Regions from separate parts of the Oryctolagus cuniculus genome. Here region 1 is linked to region 2. A link is a contact called in public Hi-C data. All regions are on one chromosome and are shown on one strand. The core of a region is the stretch at or near the end of the contact, and the rest is flanking DNA. Distances in the headings are between cores, read along the strand shown.

Region 1 (5,994 bases), core at 3,128-5,627, 64 kb before region 2:
TGATGAAAAAGGAGACATTACAACTAACACAGGAGTTACAAAGGATGGTAAGATACTGTTGCAGTTTTTTCTTTATAGAAATGTTATAGGTCTTTTGCATTGCAAGGCTTTTGGTCTGCTGGGTTTTTGTCTCCCAGAGAGGAAGAACAAGCCATATGGACAATGGAGGGTGAGCAGAAAGGAATGTTTGCTGAGCGAAAAGCAAAAGGAAAAGCTGCCGGCAGTGCTGAGAGGGATCCCGGATGAGGTGGCCACTGAGAAGGAGTCGTCTGGGGGTTTATACCTTCCATGCCGTGAGGACATTTGTAACAGGGTTTTGCAGACCTGTCAGTCAGTCACCAATGACCTTCTCTTCGCTGGGGAGTTAGTACTGGGAGCTGGACGGGTTCAGCTGTAACCGCATCCTGTTTTGTTTTCAGTTTCTCTATCTTGTTTTTGAGTAGTCGGTGCGTTTTGCTCCAGGTGTGTGCCTCTGCATGTCAGGCTTGCACACCAGGCTTGAGTCTCTTAGGTCCTCCGTGTCCCTGACTCTGCTTCAGCCTCAGCTCTCTCCTGTCTCTGTCAAAACTACTATGAACACCTATGTGCTAGCAAATTGGGAAAAATTCAAAGAAATGCATAAATACCTGGATACATATAACCTATCAAGGTTAAATCAAGAAGATGTAGAAGAACTAAACAGGCCCATAACAAGCAACGAGATTGCAGCAATAAGTAAAAGTCTCCCACAAAAGAAAAGCTCAGGACCTGATGGTTTCACTACTGAAGCCATTCTTCATCCTCTTCTTCATTTTTTAAAGATTTTTTTATTTTCTTGAGAGGCAGAGTTACAGACAGACAGAGGGGGAGAGTGAGGTCTTCCAACTGCTGGTTTGCTCCCCAAATGGCTGCAATGGCTGGAGGCTGGAACTGGGATGTTCTGGAGCCAGAAGCCAAGAGCTTCCCCCAGTCTCCCACATGATGCAGGGGCCCAAGCATTTGGGCCATCTTCTGCTGCTTTCCCAGGCCATAACAGAGAGCTGGATCAGAAGTGGAGCAGCCGGGACTCGAATCAGTGCCCATTTGGGATGCTGGTGCTGCAGGTGGATGCTTTAATCTACTATGCTACAGCGCCAGTCCCTTTACTACTGAATTCTTCAAAACATTTAAAGAGGAACTAGTTATATTCAAACTATTCCAAAGCACTGAAAATGTTGGAACTCTGCCAAGCTCTTTATGAGGACAGCATCACTCTGATACCAAAACCAAGGGCACAACACAAAAGAAGAAAGGTATAGCCCATTATCCTTGATGAACATAGATGCAAGAATTCTCAAGAAAATATTAGCAAATAGAATCCAACACTACATCAAAAAGATCACATATCATGATCAAGTAGGATTTATCTCAAACAAGGGTGGTTCAATATTTAAAAATCAATAAACATCAACAGAATGAAAAATAAAAACTTAAGGTCATCTCGATACATGCACAGAAAGAATTTGATAAGATTCAGTATCTCTTCATGATTAAAAAAAACCCTCCAACAAATTAGGTATAGAAAGAACATAGCTCAAAATTTTAGAGCCTATATGTGAAAACAAATAGCCAATGTCACATTGAATAGGGAAAAGCTGAAAACATTTCCCCCAGATGTGGAACAAGACAGGTGTGTCCACTTTTACCACTCTTATTCAATATGCTATTGAAGTATTAGCAAGAGCAATTAAGGGCTGGCGCCGCGGCTCACTAGGCTAATCCTTCACCTTGTGGCGCTGGCACACCGGGTTCTATTCCCGATCGGGGTGCCGGATTCTGTCCTGGTTGCCCCTCTTCCAGGCCAGCCCTCTGCTATGGCCCAGGAGTGCAGTGGAGGATGGCCCAAGTGCTTGGGCCCTGCACCCGCATGGGAGACCAGGAGAAGCACCTGGCTCCTGGCTTCGGATCAGCGTGATGCGCTGGCCGCGGCAGCCACTGGAGGGTGAACCAATGGCAAAAGGAAGACCTTTCTCTCTGTCTCTCTCTCTCTCTCACTGTCCACTCTGCCTGTCAAAAATAAAAATAAATAAGTAAATAAATAAATAAAGAGCAATTAAGGAGGAAAAGGAAATAAAGGGCACAGAAATTGTAAAGGAGGAAATAAAAATATCTATGTTTGCAGATGACATGGTGTTGTACATGGAAAAACCTAAACACTCTACCAAAAAGCTGTTAGAACTGATAAACCAATTTGGTGAAGTCACAGGATACAAAATCAATATGCAAAAACTAACATTTTTATACACCAATAATGATCTTTCTGCAAGAGAAATCAAGAAAGAATTTGTATTCACAATAGCTACCAAAAATATTTAGGAAAATATTTGATCAAATAGGTGAAAGTTCTCCACAATGACGACTATAAAACATTGATGAAAGAACATATCAAGGACACACAACAATGAAAATATATTCCTTGCTTATAGATTGGAAAAATTAATATAGTTAAAATGTCTATACTACCTAAAGCAATCAATAGATTTAATGCAATCCCCATCAAAACACCAATGATGTTCTTAACAGAGTTAGAAAAAAATTCTAAAATTCATATGGAATCAAAAAAGACCCAAAATAGCCAAGGTGACCCTGAGCGGCCAGGAGTCAAGCTAGAGGTATCACAATTCCTGATTTCAGAGCCTACTATAAAGCTATAGTAATGCAAATGGCATGATACTGGAATCAATACCAGCATATGGATCAATGGAACAGAAGGAAGAACCTGGACATTAATCCATTTACGTACAGCCAGTTGATTCTTTGACAAAGGTGCCAAGAACTTACACTGGAGAAAGGATAGTCCTTTTGGTAAATGGTGCTGGCAAAGATGAAATTGGATCTCTCCCTCTCCCCATACACTAAAATCAACTCAAGACAGATCAAAGACTTAAATGTAAGACCTGAAACTATGCAACTGCTAAACGAAAACAGAGGAAACACTTCAAGACATTTATCGGTGATAAATTCTTGAATAAGACTCCAAAGACACAGGCAACAAAAGCAAACCTAGACAAAAAGGATTTTATCAAACTCAGAGGCTTCTTGACCAGAAAAGGAAACAATCAATGGAGTGAAGAGACAGAATGGGAGAAAATGTTTGTAAGCTACTTATGAGACAAAGAATTAATATCCAGAATATTTCATCAACTCGAAAGTCTGAACAACAACAAAACAATCCAGTTAAGAAATAGGCAAAGGACCTTCATAGATAATTCTCGATACAAATGGACAACAAATATATGAAAAAATGCTCAATATCACTAGCTATCAGGGAAATGCAAATTAAAAACAAAATGAGGTATCACTTCACCTCTGCTGGAATGATTATTATCAAAAACAGAGTAACAAATGCTGGCAAGGTTGTGGAAGAAGAACTCTTAGACACTGTTGGGGAGAATGTAAGTTAGTGCAGCCACTGTAGATAACAGTATGGAGATTTCTTTAAAAACTAGAAACAACTTGCCATATGATCCAGCAATCCCACTGCAGAGTGTATACCTAAAAGATCAATGTGTGTTGGGTTCTTGGCTTAATAGGTGCTTACTTAGTAACATGTGTAAGTTGTATATGACAATGTGTACATATTTGAGAAGTGTATGAGCACAGGGAATAGATTTAGCACTTTGAAACTTCTCCTGGCAAGGTTTTCCAAGAGGTGGGTCAGGTAGATGCTTAGGACATGTGCAAAGCAGCTATTTTTGAGAACAAAATTCCAAATATATTACTTGTTGATTGGTGATTCAAAACAAAACCAATGCCAACCACTGAAGAAGTCATCATGCCTTCTTAATCTGAAGCCGGTGACAGGAGCAGTAGCACCTAGGGAGAAACGGAAAGTTCCATCCTTTGGGTTACGTTCCACGTGAAGTAAATTGCACCTGAGTTCCTTGAGTGTACGTGATCGCTTGTGGAAGGCAGGTGTTACGTCTGTTGTCCATCTACTGCTTCTCTAGTGTGGTTTCTTTGTGCTTTTGCCCTTGCCCAGGGTCTAGCACAGGATAAGTACTTAAGTGTGTTCAGTGCTTAACTCTGCATTTGCTGGCTTGCTGGTTTATCACTTAAGGAGAATACAGCCTGGGTCCCAGGTGTACTTGAGTTGCATTTGTTCAGAGCAGAGTAGACTTCCTTGAGGCATTTTCAGTCTTGCAGTGGTAAGCGATCACTCAAGTGGGCAGAAGAGGAGGCCTATGGAATCGCTGTCCAAGTGTGCTTTTTAGTCCTGTTTGCTGGCTCAGGCAGTCCTGTCATTTATGACAAGCAGGCCTGGGCTGGCTGCAGTGCTGGCTAAGGCTCTGGCAGCTCAGTAGGTGGCACTGCTGTTCTCTCTTGGAGCAGACACGGGCAGCTCTTGGAGGAATGCAAATCAGCAACTCCAAGCAGCCTTTTGGGGCCAGCAGCAGCACAAACCCATGATCAGTGTGGTGGCAGCTGCTGCTGTCTGTCCCTGCTTGCAGGCAGGTTCAAAGGAAAGGCCTTCGGAATCTGTGAGACTGGAGACGTCACTGGTCTAAAATAAGCAGGTTAGGAACCAGTTATCTGGTTCCTTGCAGACATGTCCTGCAGCAGCTTGGAGGCTGACACAGCAAGCAGGCCTTCCCTCTTGCCACTGGTCTGCGAAATCTCATCAAAATGATCAGCCCTCACAGCCCTATCTTGGAAACAAGTTAGCAAGAATCTAGAATATCTAGAATTGTATTTGTTATAGCTGTGTGCTGACTCTTCTTGGTCATTGACTCCTAATGTTCTGTTTTCCTGCTGATATAAGAATGTTAGGCCTTGTTAGACAGCTGATAGGAAAAGATGGGAAATTGTGGTGATCATATTTTCTAAACCCAAAGTAGAGGTGCTGAGTATTAACCAACATTATAGACTGAGTTTATGTGTTCTCCCAAATTCATATTTTGAAATTCTACCACTAAAGTGATAGTGTTAGGAGATAGGGGCATTCGGTAGGTGATTGCTTCATAAAGCAAGAACTCTCATGAATGGGTGCCGTGCTTTTATGAAAGAGACTCTTACAAGTAAAATGAAAAATAAATACACTTAAAAATCTTTTAAATCATACAAAGTATGGTCTATGACTATAGCAGAATTAAACTATCAATTGATAGTTGTTAAAAGATAAGCAAAATTTTCAAATGTTTAGAAATTAATATACATATGTGACAAAGAAGAAGTCACAATGAAAATAAAAAACATTTGAATTGAACGATAGAAAAGTAATAGATCAAAATTCAAGGTTAAAGTCATTCTTAGGGAGTCTTAAATGCCTATGCTAGAAAAGAATAAAGGCAGAAAATCAATGATTTTTTTAAAGATTTATCTTTATTATTTATTTGAAGGGTGGAGTTACAGAGAGGGAGGAGTAGAGACAGAGAGAGAGAGCTTCCATCTGCTGCATCTGCTAGTTCAGTTGAAGATGGGCCAGTCCAAAGCCAGGAGCCAGGAGCTTCTTCTGGGTCTCCCACATGGGTTTAGGGGCCCTAGGGACTTCCACTGCTTTCCCAAGTACGTTAGCGGGGAGCTGGATTGGAAGTATTTTTATTTCTCTATACTGGCAAAAATTAGAATTTAATTATCACTTTTCAGTATAATCACAAAATACCAGATACTTAAAATTAAACCTAATGAAATATAAATAGACACCCAGCAAACTATAAATGTTATTGAAGAATAAAGAGTACCTAAATAAATGGATATATTTTCCACATTCATAGATTAGAAAACTCAATATTGTAAACATCAGTTCTTCCCAAGTTGATTTGTAAGTTAAATCCAATCCCCGTGAAAACTGTATGAGTGTGTGTATATAAACTGATAATATGATTTTTGTATATGGAAAAAAAAGGGTCTAGAATATTTAATACTATATTGAAGAAAAACAAAGCAGGAAGACTTACATTATCAGCTCTGAGGGTTTTTTGTAAAAAAATATAAAATTCAGTAACTACACCTATGTGGTATTGGAACATGGACAAA
Region 2 (6,672 bases), core at 3,597-6,096:
TCTACTTTTCTCTCCATACCTAAAGCTCCATGGCCAAATGACCTTTTCTTATTTATCTTGTTCACCTACCATTAATACATATTCGTTGAACCAATAAATTAATGATGGAACAAATATGTATTTTATGTGACTATTGACATTCCTTTTTTTTTTTTAGAGAGTTATGTATTTATTTGAAGGTCACAACTACAGAGAGGGAGATGGAGAGACAGAAATCATCCATCGACTACTTCACTCCCCAGGTGGCTGCAGCAGTTGATTATTAACATTCTATAATTGATACATTTCTGATGAGATATGCTTGATCAAAAATATTTAATATAGTTATAGAACAAACAACTGATCTAACTGACAATCTTGTATATGCAAATTATTCCCTTTTATATTTTGTCTAAATTTAAACTTCTTTACATTGCCTCAAATAACTTTTCCATTGATTTATTCATTCATCCTTAAAATAAATATTCACTAAGCATCTTGAATATGCCATTAACTATCCTAGGCAATAGGCATCTATCTAGTACATTGAATACATACACAATTTGTTTTCATGAAATAAAAGATCTAGTGGAGAAGATGTATATTAACCAAATAACTATATGCTATGTATACATAATATGTATAATTTCAAACATTGATAAATTCTATAAAGAAAATATGTAAGATACAATAAAACATTGGGGCTGTGATGTCAGTTGAATTGTAAGCTAAATGATGAATAGAAGTCAAGTACTCAAAGAGCTGAATTGGGAGTGGCATTATGAAACGAGCAGGGATTTCTAGGTTAAAAACACTAGGATGTACACAGGCTTTGTGAGGGGTGGAGCATGGCATATTCAAAGAAGTGAAAGAGAAGATAATGATGACTAGCTATTAGGTGGTAGTAGTAGAGGTTGTGGTAATAGGGACAGTGTTTAGGAAGGGGTAGAGTGATTTGAGATAAATCTGGAACTGATTAGGATTAGACCATTAGTTCCTTAAAGAACATATTAAGAATGTTAGTCTTCCCTTGGGTGGTCACTGATGTTGTACATAAGAGTGTTAATTCTTAAATTAACAACAGGAGTCACTGCGCACTAACTCCCCACGTAGGACCTCTGTCCTCAATGAATTGTATTATGAGAGTTAACTGTTTTCAAACAGTTTTTTTGTGTATGTGTGTGTGTGTGCAAATTGTTGAAATCTTCAGTTAGTATAGAGTTGGTCTTCGTGTTCAAAGTTAATTGAAAATGGATCTTAATGGAGAATGGGACTGGCAAGTGAAGGAGGAGGAAGAGGAGGTGTGGGAGTGTGGGTGGGAGGGAAGGTATGGTGGGAAGAATAACTATGTTCCTAAAGTTGTACTTATGAAATTTATATTCCTTAAAAAATAAGTTAAAAAAAGAAAAAATTGAGGCCCCCCCCCCAAAAAAAAGAATGTTAGTCTTTACCCTAAGGCAATGGGAAACCATTGGGACAGAGGGAAGATGGGTAATATGTTAAAAAGTTCACTTAAACTCTATTGTGGGAAAGGGGCTGGGAACAAGAGAGCCTGTGGGAAGATCTGAAGGAGATGCAAATATTAGATGTGGGTTTTAGTGGAGTTTGGAGAAAGTGCCCCTCTTAGGAATAATTCAAAGAAAAGTCATGTTAGAACATAACTACTTGCCTAATCCTTTTAGGATTTTCTTTTCCAATTTTTGCTCTTTATTGCTGATTGGCTCTTTAACTGTGGCTGGGTCTCCAGAAGCAGCAGGTTCTCTGTCAGCCTCTCCAGCGTTCTCCTCACAGTCTCCATCCTCATGGTCGGCTGCTTCTGCATTTGCAGGCTGCTCCTTGGCCTTGGGAGCTCCCTCTTTGCCCACTGTACTGGCAGCAGACCCGTATGTGTTGATGATGTCTTCCAGTTGACGGTTTAACTCTTCAGAGATGTCGTGAGTCCCCTTTTCAGGGTGCACACTTGCCTCTTGCTGTGGTGCTTGGAGTAGGGTTGGGGAATTCTGACCATCTTGCTTCTCAAGGCCATTCTGCCTAGGTGATGAAGAACTGTCCTCTGGAGGTGTGGACTGTTCTGCTGAGAGCTGTTCAGCGTGATTAATCTCCATACTGTGTGTAGTATCAAGTGGTAAGCATAGTTAGGTTTTGTGTAGTTCACTAAGTTATGTGAGCAAATTGAGCATCAACTAATTATGGTTTCTAACATAGAGTGAATGTACTTTTACAAATCATTGCTGTTACAATTAGTTAGGTAGAAACAGTGGGAAGCCATTTTTCCAGATGGAGTCATACTACTAGCATATTTATGGTTTTAGTTTTCAGTATACCTTATTATTAACATTACCAAAGTATTGTTTTTCGTGACATATTTGTCATTTGCTTAGAAGATCCAATGTTACCATTTTCTTTTATGAATATGTGTAGATTCACAATCATTGGAAGTACACAGGTATATACATTTCATATGTTTAATTTTAAGTGGTATTAGTTTTCATTCAAAGTTAAATTACTTAATACAATAGCCAATTAACTTTAAATGATTCATAACAATAATGCCCCTAACTTTATATTGACCTGTAAGTAAAGAGTTGATTAGTACAGATGGTTGGATGTAAATGAATTATTCTAGTGATTCAGGAGATATTCTTGCCTTTCTAGTATTTTCTTTTTCCCAGATGAGCAACATGTTATTAATTGTCAATCAGCAAAAATATTTTTCCTGAAATTCATTCTAGCATCATTTTTGTAATAAGACGTGGAATAAGGGAAGGTGTAAATAAACCAACCAATATGGAAACATGGTAATGCTTATAATAATAGCAATTTCTTAAATTTCTACAATAACTTTTTATTCCTCTATAAAAATCGGCTTTCTTTTAGAAGAAAGCAGATTATCACTTTCTATTCCAAGGCAAGTAACTCTAGGGAAACTTAATAATTTTTTTTTTTTTTTTTTTTTTTTTTTTTTACAGGCAGCGTGGACAGTGAGAGAGAGAGAGAGACAGAGAGAAAGGTCTTCCTTTGCCTTTGGTTCACCCTCCAGTGGCCGCTGCGACTGGCGCTGCGGCCGGCGCACCGCGCTGATCCGATGGCAGGAGCCAGGTACTTCTCCTGGTCTCCCATGGGGTGCAGGGCCCAAGCACTTGGGCCATCCTCCACTGCACTCCCTGGCCACAGCAGAGAGCTGGCCTGGAAGAGGGGCAACCGGGACAGAATCCGGCTCCCCGACCGGGACTAGAACCTGGTGTGCCGGCGCCGCTAGGCGTAGGATTACCCTAGTGAGCCATGGCGTCGGCCAATCATTTTTATTATATATCAAGTAAAAAAGCAGGGAAGGAATGAACTAGGAAAATAATGTAAGTATAACACAAGTTCTTAAGAAATGAGGAGTGAGGAACAAAGTTGTGTGGAAGATTACTGTAGGGTGTCTGGCTACTACCATTTCTAGATTTGCAATCAGTTTGTGTTAGTTCATTAAGTGATGGAACATTTTATCTGTAAATAATATTTAATGCTGATGATGCTACTTATGACCATAAAATATGGCACGATCCTCATCATTCATAGGTTTTGCTGCTATGGTCATGTGAAAGTGAGAACAAAAACATACTCTTGTATCAACGGCACAGCCCCCTTCCCTCATTCTCAGGGCAGTGGGTGTCAGATGTTTGGACACCAGCGAGAAAGGAAAAGCCAGAGCTTAGACATTGCCACCTACTTGTTGCTCTCACCAAGTACTCATTAAGTTAGAAGGAAGTTCTTTTTTTCTTTCACCAATTTTAATTCACCAATTTGATGATCAGATAATGTATGTAGTAGACAGCTTCTTTGTTTTCCTCATTGGAATCTCTTGATCTTGATCTCCACTTGTTAGGCACACTCATCTATATATAACTTATGCTTCCTCTAAACTCAAAGACACATGGCACCTGCTGTCCAGTCAGAAGTTATTTTAAGCTATTCTAAAATGAGTCATGGCATTTAGCACGTCATCCTTGGGCATTCAAGAGAATAATTTTTAAATCAAATTAAAACAGTATGTATTTAGTGACTTAAGACCATATGTGAGTTTTAAAATGTTGGGAACCCATATTAGAATCAAATCAAATCAAATCAAAATGAAAGCGAATTTCAATCAAGAATTTAAAACCGACTGTGTATGGAGTTTTACTGTGGTTAGTCTACATGCACATGTTTTGTTTGTATTTGATTTATTCTTCATTCTTCAGATGTCATTATCATTGATGTCTTTAATTCCACAAATATTCTTTAAACTCCTTTTCCACATTTACTTTAAGGCAGAATAACTGAGTCATTAACCACAGGACAACTCAATTTCTAAAAGTAGACTCAAGACAAATCAACAAGAGGAAAAAACATTGTTAGTTTTAAAGGACCCTTTTATATAAATTATTTTTATGTCAAAGAATTTAATTTTCACTTTCATCTATGTGAACTGTGTTGCCCTTTCCTCCCCTCCTCTGAGAGCATATTTCACTTGTGCTGGCAGTCCCAGCACTCACACATCCCTTCCTGAGCCACACATTTTAATTATAAATGCAACAATGGAAAGTTCTTCAACAGTTCACTGGCAGTCTCAAAGTTGCAAGTTTCGAGCACCACAAACCACTCCCTACATCTCACAGGGCTTGGGGGAGTGTTTGTCATACTTACCAGAAGGCAGGGAGCTTAAGCAGGAAGAGAAAGAGAGGAAAGCAGCAGCAAAGAGCAAGTCAGAGCGGCAGCAACAGCAGGAGAAGGCGGGCGGACTGTGTTCTTACAGGGGAGAGAGAAACCAAATACACACTCGTGCGCGCGCACACACACACACACAGGCACTGGTGGAGGCAGCAGGAGGGAGGAGGTGGGGGTGGGGAGAGGAACATCTTATGACACAGCAAGAGAGAAATCCACCCAAGCTTCAGTGGCTGTGGCCCTGGCAAATATCTGAGAAAACAGCAGTAGCTGGCAGATCTTATCAGACTCTCCACGTTTTGTTCTTCTAAAAATTTAAACTCTTAGTAGATAGCCCCTTGGCAAATACGATTTTTCACTGTTGTTCTTTTGGGCAGAGATCCGTTTTCCTTGGTTTATCTCCAGAGTGGGTTGTGGTTCATCATCTTTATTTTCCTACTTGGGGCTAGCCTAATTAGTGTCAGGTTTCATGCTGGAGGAATCCTGCAAAGCAGAAAACAAGGGCATACCGAAAAGGTGGTAGAGCCACGTTAATTCTGACGCTACAGTTGCGCTGTTTGCAAATGTGCAATAGCAGTGAAGTGAGCGTTTTGGAGCTGGGAGTAATCTTCATGTGCATGGTGACTGGCATGTCCTCAGAGAGTCCTTCCCAGGAGACTACCACATCTCGGGCCCTTAGGAAAGCAGTCTGCTTTATCTTCTTAGTGGGGTTTTCTCACCTCGCAGAGCAGCGTGTCCACCCCTTTCAAAGCCCCTGTGTGCTCCTCAATCTTCCTCAGAAAAAGAACCTCATTCCCACACACTGTAAAATGCTGTCTTACATTTACTGCCCTTTTCTTTCAGTTCCCAGGGAATGTGTTCCTACTTTTCCAAAGCAGATCCTTCTATGAGACTTTCTGCTTTGGGGACAGGATGGACCAAGTGGCACTCCTTGTGGTAGACCAAATAATGCCATCCAAAAGATGTCCATATCCTAATCCCTGTTCTGTGCACGTAACTTGACAAGGCAAAAACAATTTTGCCTTAGATTAAGGTCTTGGCGTGGGGAGATGGTTCTGGATTATGAACCACAGGGTTCTCATAATTGTAAGAGGAAGGTGAGAGGATCAGACTTAGAAAAGAAGATTGATGACCAGTAAAGATCAGCGTGATGTGTGGCAGTGAACCAAGGAATGCGGGAGGTTCTAGACACTGGAAAAGGCAGGGAAATGGATTCTCCTCTGCAGCCTCCAGAAAAATGCAGTACTGCTGGCATGTGGATTTTAGCCCCATTTAGCTCCTTTTGGGTTTCTTACAGAAGCATAAGATAGTAAGTTTTTTTTTTAAGCTGCTAAATTTATAGTAAATTGTTATGGCAGCAATAGGAAACCCAAAACATTGCACCCTCTCAAGCGTTTTCCTACTCCTTTCTCTGAGGTCAGGGGAGGCATAAATTATATATAGGTGAGCATAACTAATAAATAGAGGTCAGGGAAAAGAAATCTGGGTGATTTCAACAATGAAGCCGTTTACTGCATCATGGTAATAAAGTTAGTGAACTAAAATCGATGAAAGAAAAAGGTATTTCCTTCTAACGTTAATGAGCACTTAGTGAATGCTACAACCTGATTGTAGAAAATTGACCTAATGAGATTTGTCAGTAAATGAGTCAGTGCTTCTCAAATTTATGCACATTTTTTTAACAGAATAGTTTAAATAATGTTGAATTTAATTTAAAGGGAAAAATTCATTCTATGATTGAACTAAATTATTATTTGGACTAATATATACTAATATGAAAATAGATGTTTCTTATCCTTACAGTAATTATATAGTATAAAACCAATAAATGCAATTAAATTACCAATATTACTTTTTTTCTGGCAATAATGTTGTGCAGAGTCCAAGGTGCAACTTGCAACATGAATATTGGTGCTGACTGTTGGTCCTTTTGAGTTCATGGTGTTTTTCTATAAGAAGTGACTCAAGGTGCTGGTCTTGAGGCACAGTTGGTTAAAATAC

The links. Hi-C and Micro-C count contacts between places; a contact is called where the count stands out from the background.
Region 1: a contact with region 2 is called in a Hi-C map of psoas muscle, with 1.8 times the contacts expected there. The contact joins the enhancer-like site here to the promoter of TXLNB in region 2. A contact is called at or near these places in 2 of 6 Hi-C or Micro-C datasets (psoas muscle and an unstated tissue).

Annotation. Positions count from the first base shown.
Region 1 is chr5:29,613,649-29,619,642 of mOryCun1.1, reverse strand. No RefSeq gene overlaps it. Among named protein-coding and RNA genes, the nearest start is that of TXLNB, 65 kb to the right of the region's middle. Within about 2 kb of position 4,377, at least 1 of the 8 cell types and tissues checked has an H3K27ac peak or open chromatin away from gene starts, as enhancers often do.
Region 2 is chr5:29,549,781-29,556,452 of mOryCun1.1, reverse strand. It overlaps TXLNB (taxilin beta), which reads right to left and starts at 4,846. Exons shown (of 11, transcript XM_070073497.1): 1 at 4,651-4,846; 2 at 1,649-2,085. The coding sequence starts at 2,084.